Regions from separate parts of the Mus musculus genome. Here regions 2, 3, 4 and 5 are each linked to region 1. Evidence: chromatin contacts called from public Micro-C and promoter capture Hi-C data. All regions are on one chromosome and are shown on one strand. The core of a region is the stretch at or near the end of the contact, and the rest is flanking DNA. Distances in the headings are between cores, read along the strand shown.

Region 1 (2,739 bases), core at 111-2,610:
GGTCCGTGGATTACTCCGGCCTCTCTTCCTGTCTCTACCTCCATACACTAACCCTGCTTGCTCTGGTACTAGGGCGAAAGCTCACTCTTCCCCCATCCCAACAGCTCAACAGCGCGCCCAACCTCTGCCCCGACCCTCTCTCCAATCAAGTCTAGCAAGGGAGCATATGGGGAAACCAGGAGCCCGATTGCCCAAAGCAATTGCCAGTCTGCTTCCCCATTCAGGTTTGGCAAAGGGTACGGTAAACCAACTCATTCCTATACCCCGCAGCCCAACGCTGGGCTACCCAGTCACAGTCCACAAGGCAGATCCGGATAAGAAGAGTTCTATCCCGGCTTCTAGCCTAGGCTATGTGACCTTGGGCAAGTGGCTGACCCTCTCTGGGCCTCAACTCTGCATCTGTAACCCCCGTTACAGGGATTTGTCGACATTAGCTTAGCGACAGTGTGCGGGGCCTGAGCCCGCAGCTTGGGGAGGGTGGCAGTAGGAGCTGAGGGTGCTTACCTGTACAGAAACAGGACGCGGAGAGCAGCAGGCAGAGCAGCAGCGGCCCTAGGCGGCCAGGGGCCGGGCCGGCGGGCTCCATGGGCCGCGGCTGCAGAGCAAGGAGGGAGAGCGGCGGTGAGCGCGCTCGGCAGGCGGGCGGGCGGCGCGGGCGAACGACTAAGGCCCCTCCCCCTCCGCTGCCCCCCAGCGCCACCGCCCGGCGGGGTGATCTGACCCCCTCCCACAATGAGACGCCGCCGAGCGGGGAGACTCCGGGAGCGTGACGCCGGGCCAGGCCGGCGGGAAAGGGGAGCGGACCCGAGGGAGCCAGGCGCAGAGCCAGAGGCACGGGGGCGGGGGAGCGGATAGCGAGGGAGAAGGAAAGAGGGGGAGAGGAAGAGGGAGAGGGAGCGGGGACGGAGATCGGAGAGCAAGCGCGAGCGGGGACAGCTCGCAGAGCGAGTGCGGGCTGTGCGGAGCCGTCGCGAGGCCAGCGCGAGGGCGGCCCGGCCGAGCGCCCCCTCCTCGCGCCCGCACCTTCCCGCCCGCGCCCCAGTGCGCCCCGCGAGCTGCGCCGCCCGCCTCGGCTCTGCGCGAGCCCGCTCTGCCCGTGCGGGTCCCCGCCAGCCGCTCGGACCTGCGCCGCCGCGCGCAGGGCTGCCAGGCGGTGGAAGCACCGCTCCCTCTGCCCAGAGGCTGGCCGCGCACCACTTTGCGCAAACTTGTTTTTCTGAGGTCGGCGCGGCGGGCTGGCTACTTGGTCCTCTTAAGGTGGACTGGGGAAGTGGCGGCCGATCGCCCCCTGGTCTCGGCCTCTCACCCGGCCAGTCCTTAGACTCCAGTGGGCAAGAGGCTGCCCGCGGCAGGGGAGCTTGCAAGGGTGGAGAGTGGAGGGGGCGGGGAGGTTTGCTTTCTGCCCCTCCCCGAGAGGCCCTGCTTGTGTGTCCCAAAGCCGAAGGTCGGCCTCCGGGTGGGCGTGAGTCCTAGGGGCCCAAATCTTTCCTAGCTGGCCCCGAGGTATAGCAAAAGCAGGAAGTAAATGCAGGGGGAAGGGGGAGAGGAAGGAGAGAGTGATGGTACAAAAATAGCGTGTGTGTAGGAAGGACTTCAGTGCCTCTTGGTAAAGACGCGCTGGGGGAGAGGAGCAGCAAAAATGCTGTGGCAGGGAAAGGAGAGGGGCAGGGCTGGGCCCTAGGGAGGAGACAGACCAGAGGCCTTCTATCAGGGAGAATAGATTGGAGGTGGAGAGGGCCCAGGCAGCACTGTACTAGGAGAGACCTGGGCTGCAAAATAGTTACCCTAATGAGGAAGAGGAGGGACAGGAGAGCCTATCCCAAAGGACAGAGCCTCTGGATGCAAAATGTACCCTAGCTCTGGATTTCCATGAGCTAGGTCAGGTGCTTGGTTAATCGGCAGAAGGCTGGGCACCAAGGCAGGGAAGAGGAATCAAGACCCTCTCTTATTAACTGGAGAGTTTCTGAGTTGGAAGTTCAGAGATAGCAAATTTTGCTTCTCACAATGGTGGTTGAGGGACATAATGAAGCAAGACAGGCCCTACTGGCCCATCCTCTCAATAAAGAGGATGTTTAGGGGCAGAGGAGTGGAGGATGATTGCCTAATGATGTAGAAAGCCCCTTATGCAATGGTGCGCGCGCACGCACACACACACCACAGAGTCCTCTGCACCCATGACCAAAAGCCTGGGAGATTTTTTAGTTTTTTTTCTTTCTTTTCTTCTTTTATTGTTTGTTTGTTTGTTTGTTTTTGAGAGGCAGGAAGGGTGCATCTGTTGAACCCAGGACCCAGCTTCCAAGCCTTAGATCGTTCCTCCTGGTCTAAGAAGCTGCAGTCTTGGAGAAAGACCTTGTTTCTGTGTCTCTGCTCTTTTTAAAGCAGACCAGGCCAACATAAGCAGCGACCCAGAACTGCCACTGGGAGAGTTACATGAGCTGATATTTGCACTGCATTTTAAGAAGAGCCTACCATGTACCAAGGGCAAGGACAGTGTTTGAGAAGTGTTTGGCAGCAGCAATCCTTAAGGGACCATGGGGCAGCCCTAGCAGGAAGATTAGTTGTATTTCTTTGGACCTAGGGGATTACAAGAACTCACTTGCAGACTGGGAGAAGGTGCAGGGGAAGACAAGAATGAACAGAGGAGGTCTTGTAGGGAGTGTAGGTTACAAGTGCACATGTGTGTCAGCTTGGTTAGGTAAGGGCAACAGTATGTGGCTAGCACGTCGGGAGGGTGGTCCA
Region 2 (2,739 bases), core at 160-2,659, 800 kb before region 1:
TGGTTCTGTCCTATATAAAAAATCTAAGCAGGAGCCTGCTAGCTAGCCAGCAGGGTTTCCTCTGGTTTCTGTTTTTCAAGTTCGTTCCTGCCTGAGTTCTGCCTCAACTTCCCTGAATGAACCTGTAATTAGAAATAAATCCTTACCTTCCCCAAGTTGCCTTTTGTCCGAGTATTTTGTCACAGCATCAGAAAGGACAGTAGAACATGGTGTCTTCCTTAAACTTCTCTATGCCTATCTGGTGAGCTGAGCCTAGCACTGCTTCTTAGGTGGGAGCACCAAAACGGGACTTGGACATGTATGGGTCCTCCGTGATCACTCCCTTCTCAGAGTTCTCTGACCCTCCTGGAGTGCCATAGTTGGGCTAGATGACAGGGCTTACTCCTTTGCAGTGGTCCCTATAGGAGGTGGCCTCAGTTCAGGAGCCCCACACCTGGCCCCACGCATTTCCACCAGGCTCTGGTTCTGCTGCAGAACCAGAAAGGTGGTTCTGAAAGGTGCAGGCTTGACTTGAGGTTATTCAGCTCATTTACATAGACACTTCTTGGGGGACTACAGCGAAGGCAGAGCAAGCACCAGTGGCACAGGCCTTTCTTTGGGGCAGGTGACTCCGGTGTGGGGAGAATCTAGAGGGGTCCTGGGGAAAACAGGTCAGAGAACTCCTGGAGGAGGATGGGAGGAGGAGGGGAAGGAGGTGGATCGAGAAGTGCGGGAATCCCATTAAGACTAGACTTGGTCTCACGGTTCTTGACGCCAGCCCTCTGGTTATCAGCTCTGGCTGCCTTCCTCGAGTTATGTAACCCCAAAACGTGGCAGCCCCGGGAGGGAAAAAGAGAGGAGGCGGGTCGGAGAGGAAGCGCCGCCTCTCTTTGCACCCACAGTTTGTTTTTGGGTTTAATGGAGGACCCCTCACCCCCACAACGCAACCCTAGCCTTCCACCCCCACTGCTCTCCTGCGGTCTTTCCCCGTTGCCCTACCCACCCCAGCAAGGCACCCTAAGTTCTGGATGGATTTTCCTCTCAAGTTGTAGTTTCCAAAGCCCCCAGCTTTTGTTACCTTGGCCACGTCAACAAGGCCCAATGCAAGCTTCAGTTTATCAGCCTGCAAACTGAAGTTTGACTAAGATTCAGACCACGTGCAGAGCGCCTTGCATAGGTGCCTGCAGATGGGATAGGCGCGCGCAGTCGAACAGAATGTGCGGTGACTTTGCAGCCTGTGTAGGGCCGGACACCGGTGAGGCTGCGACATTGGGTCTCTGGACCCCAGCCCGCCGCCCTCCCCCCCCCCCGGGGGTCCTCGCGGTTCACCAGAGTCAGCCGCCCCCGGGGGATGTCGCGGCTCTCCGCAGCCCTCCCCCTCCTAGGGTGTCGGATTCCAGAGAGTGGCTGTGGGCGGGCCGGAGGCTGCAGAGGGGCGTGGGGCGGTGGAGGGCGGGCGAGCAGGAAGGGGCGGGGGGCTCCGCAGACGCCCGCAGGAAGAAGAGAACCCACCAAGAACCTCGGCACAGCGCGCTCGTCGACCCTTCCCGCTATGTGGGGTCTCTTGCTCGCAGTGACCGCCTTTGCGCCTTCCGTCGGTCTGGGGCTGGGGGCTCCCAGCGCCTCAGTGCCGGGCCTGGCGCCGGGCTCAACCCTGGCTCCACACAGCAGCGTTGCACAGCCGTCCACAAAGGCAAATGGTGAGCTCTGGGTCCCATGGTCGGCTGCTGGGCAGGTCAGACCCACTCCCCCAGCTGGGTCCTCCAGCTCGCCCTGTGAACGGGGACAAGCACAGCCCAGTGCAATGGCTGCTGAGTCAGCAGCCCCATCCTGGCCAGACCTAGTCAGCAGTCTTAGGGCAGGCCCAGCGGGATGCTGGCTGCCCCAACTCCAGCCTGCCTTCTTCACAAATGAAATTTGAGGCCAGAATCTGGAAAGGTGAAGAGACACCAGACTAAAAGGGGACAAGCCTATGCAGGATGGTGTGTAAGGCCATGGACTGGAGGGGAAAAGACAGGGAGTGAGGCTGCCTGGAGGAAAGATCACTGCCTCGTGATGGGCGCAGGCAGACTGTCTGGCTTCCCAACTTCTTCCTTAGTTAGGAGCTCTGAGGCCAGCAGGTAGGCCAAGCACGGACTTCATTCAGGAAAAGACCCGAGGCTTAGTCTGAAGATAAGGAAGGCTTGGAGGTTGATGAGAGTAGATGCAAGATTAGAGACAGGAGGTAGTATTACCGAAGAGGACGGACCAGAGCAAGGCCTGGAGGTTAAAAACTAACTTCAGACCTTCAGAGTGACCAGTCTCTAATGGCTCAGTGTTGCTCTCCCCTGAATCAGGGAGTCAGAGGGGACGTGAGCCAAAGATGTTGTGTTAAGAAGGAAAAACTGAAGAAATGACTAAAAGAGGCAGGTGGAGTTAGGAAACAGGTCTTGTGTGCTGTGCTAGGATGTCAGTAATTGTTGTAGGTGTCACATATGCCCAAATGCCTTCTTGGGCTAGCAGACCTTTCCGTCTGGGTTTCATGACATTCTTCTCTTCTTTGGTACATTGTCCCCTGGTACCCTAGAGACCTCAGAACGGCATGTCCGGCTTCGAGTCATCAAGAAAAAAAAGATCGTTGTCAAGAAGCGAAAGAAGCTAAGGCACCCTGGTCCCTTGGGGACTGCTAGGCCTGTGGTGCCCACTCACCCAGCAAAGACCCTCACTCTCCCTGAGAAACAAGAACCAGGTATTGCTTACCCAGGGGCCCCGCCTAGCCTA
Region 3 (2,739 bases), core at 121-2,620, 700 kb before region 1:
CAAGGAAATACACCAACACACGGAGAGCAAGGAAATATACCAACACATGGAGAACAGTAGTGTTAAAACATCTGTTATTGTGTTTCTATAGTCTCTAGCTAGACCGTTCTAACTAGAGACTCTAACTTACTGGAATCGGCTCATCTGGAATACCCTTTCCTGTCCAGGAGAGATCATTCAACAGAAAGCTCAGCACTCTCTCTTTGAAGACAGATGTGCAAAAATACTGCACCCCTTCGTCCAGAAAACACTCTCTGTCTAGTACTGGGTGAGGCTGGGAAGCACCACAAGTGATACCTGATCAAGTCTGGGTGTGTGGATGGGAGTGATGTGCCAGCCCTGGTCTGCTTCGACACCCTTCAGATACTGGACAGAAGCTATTTAAAACTTGAAGAGCCAGTGCCTACCCTGTCCTGGATGTCCGCAGGGACACCTACTTAGCGTGAGGCACCGTGAGCATCTGATCAGACGTATAACCTCCAGTCCATGTTGTATAATGAGAGGGAGTGTTACAGAGACCAGGTTCCAGCTGCTGCCGTGACTGAGTTAACAAGCTTTCAAAGTCCCCATCCAAATTCTGGTGTCCATTCCTTACAGAAGTCTCCTGTCTAGTCCCCTATGCCTCCCCCTGAAAAGTAACCAGAGCCGATTCTGCTAATTCCCAAGAGCTTCCAGTCTCCTTCAGGTTCTAACCAAAACCACTCAGACGGAGGAGTCCAGCCTCATTCTCAGCCCCAATCAGTTCAGCAAGGCTAACTGCCCACTGGCTAAGCCTCTCTTCAGCCCCACCCACATCTCTGGTTCTGTACACCACAGAGTTTCTTGCCTTTCTTGTTGGGTAGCCACGGAACTGGACAAGTGGAACGGTAGAGACTGCACAGGAAGAAGGGGCTGTACATCTCTAGATGACTAGTAACTGTGGGCCATGGCTCCAGGTGTGCGGGAGGAGGCGACACCACCTCCAGAACCCTGGACCCTAGTGAGCAACCCGCCCCATATCCTCAGGAAGAAGTCAAACTCACACAGGGTGAACAGGAGACTTCGTCGGGACAGTCAAGAGTTAGGACTCCCTCCACCCCTCGCTCCAGTAGCTAGGCGTGCAGGACGAAGGCGACACTAAGCGGTCCAACCAGCGTGCTAGTTCGGGTGGAGCGCTTACCTCTGCGCCGCGGTGTTGGAGTCCAGGATGCCCGCGCTCTGCATCCAGGAGCGCACCGAGCCCAGGCTGGAGGGCAGCAGCGGCTCCTCTTTCAGATGGAGCCCACCGCGGGGCAGAGCGTCCTGTGCGGGGAACATAAGGACCCGCAGTTCGTGGGCGCCCCCAACTGCCAGGGATCCCGTCCCGCCGAGGCTGTGGGCGTCTCAGCTCAGCCCGACCCGACGGCACCAGGAGCCTCCAGGAGCGCAGCGCTGCACGGAGTCCCGGCGCCTCAGTGCCGCTCGCCTCGCGGGTGCTTTCTCAGAGAAAACGGGTCCCCGGGCGCCGGCGCTGTCCCCTCCCCTCCCGGGGCGCGGGGCGGGGAGATGGAGGGATTCCCCCGCGGCCTGAGAGCCAGTGAACAGACTGAGAGCGGAGCCCGCACCGGCTCCGCACGGAGGCGCCCCAGAGGCGCGCTCTGGCGGCTGCCCAGCGCGGCGGTCGTCGGAGGGGGGGGCGAGCGCCCCGCGAGGTGCCCGCCCTCCCCCCACCCGGGTCTCTCCCCCGCCCGCCCGCGGCGCCCGCGCGGGGCGCTGATTACCATCCGAGAGGGGGAGGCTGCGGCCGTGGAGGTCGGCGGCGGCGACGGTGGTGGCCGGGGCGGCAGCAACAGCAGCAGACGCGCGTCCCGTGGAAAAGCAGGGCCGGCGCCGGGCCAGCAGACGCAGCCGCCGCCAGGCCCCCGAGTGCCCCGGCGCCCCGGGCCTGCCGCTGCCCCGGGCGGCAGCACCTGCAGCAGGAGCAGCAGCAGACCGGCCGAGTCCCCCCGGGGCCCGGTCCCCGCGCCTCCCCGCCGCGGCCGCCGCCGCCCGCCGCTCCCCGGGGCCTGGCCGCGGGCCCTGGCCATCCCGCCGCCGCCGCCGCTCCCTGGGGAGCGGGAGCCGTAGGGAGGGAGCACGGGCAAGAGGAGGGCTGTCGCAAGCGGGTGGGCCCAGGGGACTCGGGGCCAGGGGAGGCGGGGGCGGGGCGCGAGGCCGGCCGAGGGGCGGCCAGGGACGTGACATCATCGGGGGAGGAGCGGCCGGGCTGGGGCCGCGGCGGCGGGGCGGACCCTGACGAGTCCGTAGCCGGGCTGGGGGCCACGGCCTCGGTGGAGGGGCGCCGGGAAGCTGGCCCAGGCCAGGGAAGATGGGGAAAGGATGGGCTGGGGGCTGCGCGGCGAGGAAGCCCGGCCTAAGCAGGGCAGCTCGTCCACACCACGCTGGGGAATCACCACGGCCTCCCCGTCGCCACCAGACGAAGCTCCAGCATCTTTGTGGTCCCATCTTCTTCTCCTAAGTATGCGCCGCCCTCTCCTCAGCCAACGCTTGATTCTAGGAGTCGCTGCACCCTTGGTGCCACTTGACCTCGGCTTAACCTCCGCGCCTTAGCGCTTAAGGGTCTCTCACCTTGTGGTGAAGATGCGGCCCCAGGCAAGCTGAGCTACCCGAGTCCTGCACCTCCCATTCTTGTTCCTGTCCCTGGATTACCTAAACTTAAGTTTACATTCCCACCTGAGTTTTTGAGAAATCTCTTGCTTCTGAAAGCAAGTAGACGTTTCT
Region 4 (2,739 bases), core at 75-2,574, 650 kb after region 1:
ACCACATATTTTGTATTTTTCCTTTCAAAGCCTGCTACACTTATTCAAAAAAAAAAAAAAACCTCTTCATGAGATTTAACCAGAGAACAAAGTCTATGTTGGGCTTTTTTGAGACTTCCTTTGTCAATGCAATTAATATATATATTTACCTTAGCCCCACATAGACTCTCAGACAAGGGCAAAAAGCAGCCACATTCTTCACCAAAATACCACAAAAACAGTCTCTATGCCACAAACTGAAAATTCTTCTCTGAAACCTCTTGGGCCTGGTCTGCACAGTTATTCTCAGCAAGTCTTCCATATTCCTACTAGGATGGTCCATTAAGCCCCATTTAAAACATTCCACCGCTTTCCAAATCCAAAGTCCTGAAATCAACATTCTTCCAAACAAAAGCATGGTCAGACCTATCCCTGGTACCAGCTTCCATTTTTTTTTTTCTTGGTTTTTCGAGACAGGGTTTCTCTGTATAGCTCTGGCTGTCCTGGAACTCACTTTGTAGACCAGGCTGGCCTGGAACTCAGAAATCCACCTGCCTCTGCCTCCCAAGTGCTGGGATTAAAGGCGTGCGCCACCACGCCCGGCTACCAGCTTCCATTTTATTTAGGGTTTTACTGCTGTGAACAGACATCATGACCAAGGCAACTCTTATAAGGACAACATTTCATTGGGGCCGGCTTACAGATTCAAAGGTTCAGTCCATTATCATGAAGGAATGAGCATGGCATCATCCAGGTAGGCATGGTGCAGCAGGAACTGAGAGTTTTGCATCTTCATCTGCAGGTCTCTAAGACTGCACCCCCCCACCCCCCCACCCCCAAATAGTCTTAATACTTAGTACTTTCTATTGAATTTGCCTGCTTTAAATATATTTATGTGTTTACTCAGAAGAGATCGTCTAGGTTCCTTTTTGTGCAATTAATTTTGCTTGGTCACCTGTCAATTTTAAAGGGGCTGGAAGAGATATATGGCTCAATAGTTAAAACATAAAGGTCTTGCGTTCTGTTCCCAACACTCATGTCAGGTGGGTTACAATAACTGGCCTCCGCGGGCATCTGCACTCATTCTCTCTGTCTCTCTCTCGTACATATAAAAATAGCACAGCTTTCTAAAGAAGAATCCTAAAGATTATTTTAATTTTTTAACGACATTGTAGTGCTGCACTAAGGAACGAATCGGACATAAGTACAGAGAGTTGCGCGTGCGCAGCTCAGGCACCGAAAGCCTCCCCACCAACGGTGAGAACTGCGCATGCGTGGTAGGGCTGGCCAGGTCGCGCGGAGTCGCGCCCAAGCAACATGAGCGCGAGCGCGTGCGCGTGCGCTGGGCGGAGCGTGTGGCCCTTGGCGCGACTGTAGCCTCCGCTTCGCTGGTTGTTCAGTACCTGCTCGGCGTGGAGAGGAACGGTCCCTGTCTGAGTTATGGATTTTGAAAATCTCTTTTCAAAGCCCCCCAATCCGGCCCTCGGCAAAAAACCGGCCGCCGACCCTGAGGAAAGGTGATCCCCACGTTCTGGTCCTTTGCAGGGCACCGCTTGGGCTCCGCCCCCTCGCTCCTGGAAACCGGCGAGCCCTGGCTGGCGCGTGGGCCGGGACCGGAGCGGGGAGGTCGGAAGGGGAAGTGGGGTGGAAGTCAGAGTAGGGACTGCGGGCGAGGGCAGTGGCCGGGCGGCGGGAGGAGGCCCCAGCCTCTGAATCTGCCCCCAGGGGCCGGCTGCTCCCCTTGCACGTGCGCTTAACGTGTTTGCTGTCAGTCACCTCCGAGGTGGCTTTGCCGGCACCTCGAGAGTTGAAGGATACATAGACTGCTCTGCCAGTGATCCTGAACCAGAACTCCCAGAATAAAGCAGCAAGCATCATTTCGGCTTAGTTTTTCTGTTAATTTGGAAAAGCGTGTTGTTAATCTCGTACTTAGTCAGAGTGCGGGATTTCTGTGCAGATACCCACTCACTTTTTAGGTTTTTTTGGTTTTTGGTTTTTTTTTTTGGTTTTTTTTTTTTGGTTTTAATTTTTCGAGACAGGGTTTCTCTGTGTAGTCCTGGCTGTCCTGGAACTCACTCAGAAACCCGACTGACCCTGCCTCCCAAGTATGGGATTAAAGACATGTGCCACCACTGCCCGGCCCACTTTTTAGTTTTTTGAGTTGATAATGCCCTCAAACTCCATCTCTCCTAAATCCTTGTCTTCTATGTTCTCTCTTTCCTCAGTGGAACCCTTGACACATCCTTCACGAGTTTTTTTCCACCCTCATTAAGATAACATTACAGTGTTGGGCTGGGCCTATTAATCTCAGCATTTGAAAGGCAGGCAGATCTTGGGAGACTGGGACCAGCCTGGTCTAAATAGCAGGTTCCAAGCCAACCTCAGCTACATAGGGGAAACACTGTTTCAAGGGGAAAGGATATATGTATATGTTCACTGCTCAGTCTCAAATACCTTAGTGGAAACTGTTAGCCTAATTGGGCTACCATAGCTTTGCTGTGTAATTAATGTGAAACTTTTTTTAAAAAAGATTTATTTGTTTTATGTATGTGAGTACACTATAGCTGTACAGATGGTTGAGAGCCTTCATGTGGTTGTTGGGAATTGAATTTTTTTTAAGGACCTCTGCTCGCTCTGGTCAACCCCTCTCAATCCAGTTGGCCCTGCTCCATCAGTCCCTGCTTGCTCCGGTCCAAAGATTTATTTATTATTATACATAAGTACACTGTAGCTGACTTTAGACGTACCAGAAGAGGGCGT
Region 5 (2,739 bases), core at 123-2,622, 530 kb after region 1:
TAGCTTGCTGTGGCTATAATGTCACCCAAGTGCCCTATGCAAGCTTGCCAAATTGCCTGTTAGTTCCAAACAAACTGCTTTCCGTTTAGCCTCATCCACCGCTGACCACACCTATGTCTGAAAAAAACCTCTCCTCTTCAGGACACGGGACACTACTTTCTGGGGTGTTTGCTAAGGTAGAGATGCCCCCCTCCTCTTCTGTCCTTGAAATACAAATGATCCCACCCCCAAGTGAAATTCTGGAAAAGAACCAGACACCCAGAGAGAGGCAAGCCCTCCCCAGATGACTATGTAGTGAAGGGACCATGAGACCAGGTTCAAGTCTGTGGGATGCTAGTTGAACCCATTAGGACAACTTCAAGATTACGTCATTTAAAAGGGAGTTGCTGTCCCTTCCTACATGAGAGTACGCGAATAGAATGGTACCAAGCCAGTTTCGCACATGTGGATGAGGAGAGCAAAAGTCACCCAAGATCGTGTAAGAAAACATCACTAAATGCAGCTGCAAATGTAAACTTTTGGTGCAGCTAAAGGAAAGGTCTGAAATGGAACAGCTCCCCACGCTCCAGCTTCCCTGGAAGCTCCTGCTTTGGGTAAGTCAGTGAGTTTTCTCCAAATTCCCTGCCGGTTCATCTTGGCCTCCGGGTAACCCAAGCCTCGGCGGTTTCAACTCCCCTTCCACGCCCACACCACACAGAGCTGAATCCTAAGTGGCGGAAAGCTGCAAGATGACTGATGCGGGCCCAGGGAAGCAGGGGAACCAGGCCGACACCCTGAGTGCGGGTATAGGTCACTGTCAGCAGACAGGGCAACCGCACCCAGACTCCGTTCCAAATCCAGCTACGGGTTTAGGTCTTGCTAGACCCATTTTATATCTGCTAAGGTGAGCTCGCGCCTAGGGAAGATTAATGACCTTAAAAAACAAAAGCGCTCGCTCTCCGATTCATGCGCGCAGCGGCCACGAGGGAAGGGCTCACCTAGTCTCCCGAAGGGCAGTCGGTTCCTCTCCCCCAGCATCAGGTTGAACCTGGGGTTGTCTCGCCGTAGCCTCTTCCAGTAGCCGGTGGCCAGCAGCAGCCGGGAGACCTCGGCGTAGACGCTGCTATTCTCGTCGCGCACCACGAAGGTGTACATGGCGAAGGGCAGCGCGCCCCGCAGCCGCTACACGAGTCCAGGGCACGGCGGCCCCGCGTGCACACTGCCCCAGCCTCAGCCTCAGCCCCGCTGTCGGTCTAATTCCAGGGCCGCGCCTCCGGATTACCCTAGTGTCTGCCCTGGGCGCCCGCGCCACCGCCCGAGTGGCGAGCGCCACCCGGACGCCGCGCCCACCCCCAGCGCCCCGCCCACCGCCGGCGCCCCGCCCACGACCGTGATTCCGCGCGGCGCTAAGGGCAGGTCTGCGGGTTGCGGCGGCAGGAGCTCCCAAGCAGGGCCCACCAGGGCCGCCCCGCCACTCAGTGTGTGGCCGGTGACATGGGTCTCAAGTGTGGCTGCAGTAATAGCAAACTGCGGTGGAGAGACCAAGGGAAATAATTCCAGCTGCGCCATAGCCCGCCAATATCCCTTTCCGCCCTCTGTCTGGGTCTTCCACCAAGTTCAAAATCAGATTTGGTGGATGAAACAAAAGATCCAGGCATGGGTGTAGCTCAGTTGGTAGAGTGCTTGCTTAGCCAGCACTGAGCTCTGGGTTTGATCTGGGTGCGGTAAAATCGGACACATGTCAGGAGCCATAATGGGACAAGCTAATAACTAGCAGGTGATCATCCTGAAGTAGCCTGCCTTGGATTATTATATAATCTGCGACAGTGAGCCCTCATTAAGCAAGGCTATGAGGGACTCATTTTAGGAAAGATTCCTGCTGAGATAGAACAAAGGCTGTATTGCTTAATCCTCCCCTGATAGGCTACAGGTGTTAATCGCCTAAGCCAGCAAGCAAGCCCTCAGAAAGAGCAAGAAAGTTTTTAGGACTTTTTAGAAGTTATCATCAGCATTTCAGTATAATTAGAGAGCTAGAAAGCCCCAAGACCCTCAGACGTTAAAGCCATCACCAGAGTCCTTACTCTGTGACTCCACTGCTACCCCTGGCCCGGGCCAGGAGGCTCCCAATGTTCTAATTTGGCACCCGAACAGCGACATTGAATAAGGTAAGTGGACACAGATAGGACTCTTAACTGGGTCTTACAAATCCATTGGACAAGGAGTGTGCAGTTAAATTGTCTTCTGCCATCAGTAGAGGCGGATAGTTGGGGCCATCAGTTCCTGGTTGGGTACCATCAGTGCCCATGTTAAGCCAGGAGCCATCAGCTCTGGCTTTTATTGCCTGCTGCCATCAGCAGAGGCTGATACTAGGTGCCATCAGTGCCTAGCTGTTCTGTTGGAAGCTATCAGCACCCGTCTTAGGTCAGAAGACATCAGTTCTGGGTTGTGTGCATTTCATGGGTATCTCTCAAGATGGGACAAAGTGAATCTACAGATAGAGAGTTCTTTACAGATATTAATAAGTATACTCTTAAGAAAAGAGTCTTAGCTGGGCAATGGTGGAGCACGCCCTTAATCCCAGCACTTGGGAGGCAGAGGCAGGCGGATTTCTGAGTTCGAGGCCAGCCTGGTCTACAGAGTGAGTTCCAGGACAGCCAGAACTATATACAGAGAAACCCTGTCTCGAAAAACTAAACCAAACCAAAACAAAACAAAAAACCCGAAAGAAAGAAAGAAAGAAAGAAAGAAAGAAAAGTCTTT

Evidence for each region. Hi-C and Micro-C count contacts between places; a contact is called where the count stands out from the background. Capture Hi-C pulls out chosen DNA fragments and counts their contacts.
Region 2: a Micro-C map of embryonic stem cells shows a contact between it and region 1, with 3 times the contacts expected there. The contact joins the promoter of Cpxm1 here to the promoter of Sirpa in region 1. A contact is called at or near these places in 5 of 39 promoter capture datasets (the 3T3-L1 cell line, hippocampal neurons, liver and 1 more) and 1 of 484 Hi-C or Micro-C datasets (embryonic stem cells).
Region 3: a contact with region 1 is called in a Micro-C map of embryonic stem cells, with 2.8 times the contacts expected there. The contact joins the promoter of Ebf4 here to the promoter of Sirpa in region 1. A contact is called at or near these places in 3 of 39 promoter capture datasets (embryonic stem cells, hippocampal neurons and liver), 1 of 484 Hi-C or Micro-C datasets (embryonic stem cells), 5 of 115 datasets of contacts at active chromatin or transcription factors (the NIH/3T3 cell line, bone marrow-derived macrophages, embryonic fibroblasts and 1 more) and 1 of 9 other capture datasets (liver).
Region 4: a contact with region 1 is called in a promoter capture Hi-C map of adipose tissue. The contact joins the promoter of Zc3h8 here to the promoter of Sirpa in region 1. A contact is called at or near these places in 1 of 39 promoter capture datasets (hippocampal neurons) and 1 of 9 other capture datasets (adipose tissue).
Region 5: a contact with region 1 is called in a Micro-C map of embryonic stem cells, with 2.4 times the contacts expected there. The contact joins the promoter of Vinac1 here to the promoter of Sirpa in region 1. A contact is called at or near these places in 1 of 484 Hi-C or Micro-C datasets (embryonic stem cells) and 1 of 115 datasets of contacts at active chromatin or transcription factors (embryonic stem cells).

Annotation. Positions count from the first base shown.
Region 1 is chr2:129,591,460-129,594,198 of GRCm38.p6, reverse strand. It overlaps Sirpa (signal-regulatory protein alpha), which reads right to left and starts at 1,360. Exons shown (of 9, transcript NM_001355158.1): 1 at 1,124-1,360; 2 at 505-595. The coding sequence starts at 586.
Region 2 is chr2:130,396,299-130,399,037 of GRCm38.p6, reverse strand. It overlaps Cpxm1 (carboxypeptidase X 1 (M14 family)), which reads left to right and starts at 1,409. Exons shown (of 14, transcript NM_019696.2): 1 at 1,409-1,679; 2 at 2,546-2,707. The coding sequence starts at 1,532.
Region 3 is chr2:130,294,570-130,297,308 of GRCm38.p6, reverse strand. Ebf4 (early B cell factor 4) reads right to left here and starts at 1,370. Exons shown (of 17, transcript NM_001110513.1): 1 at 1,160-1,370. The coding sequence starts at 1,296.
Region 4 is chr2:128,942,605-128,945,343 of GRCm38.p6, reverse strand. Zc3h8 (zinc finger CCCH type containing 8) reads left to right here and starts at 1,324. Exons shown (of 9, transcript NM_020594.2): 1 at 1,324-1,496. The coding sequence starts at 1,420.
Region 5 is chr2:129,064,542-129,067,280 of GRCm38.p6, reverse strand. Vinac1 (vinculin/alpha-catenin family member 1) reads left to right here and starts at 1,372. Exons shown (of 11, transcript NM_001370941.1): 1 at 1,372-2,144. Ttl (tubulin tyrosine ligase) reads right to left here and starts at 1,334. Exons shown (of 7, transcript NM_027192.2): 1 at 978-1,334. The coding sequence starts at 1,134.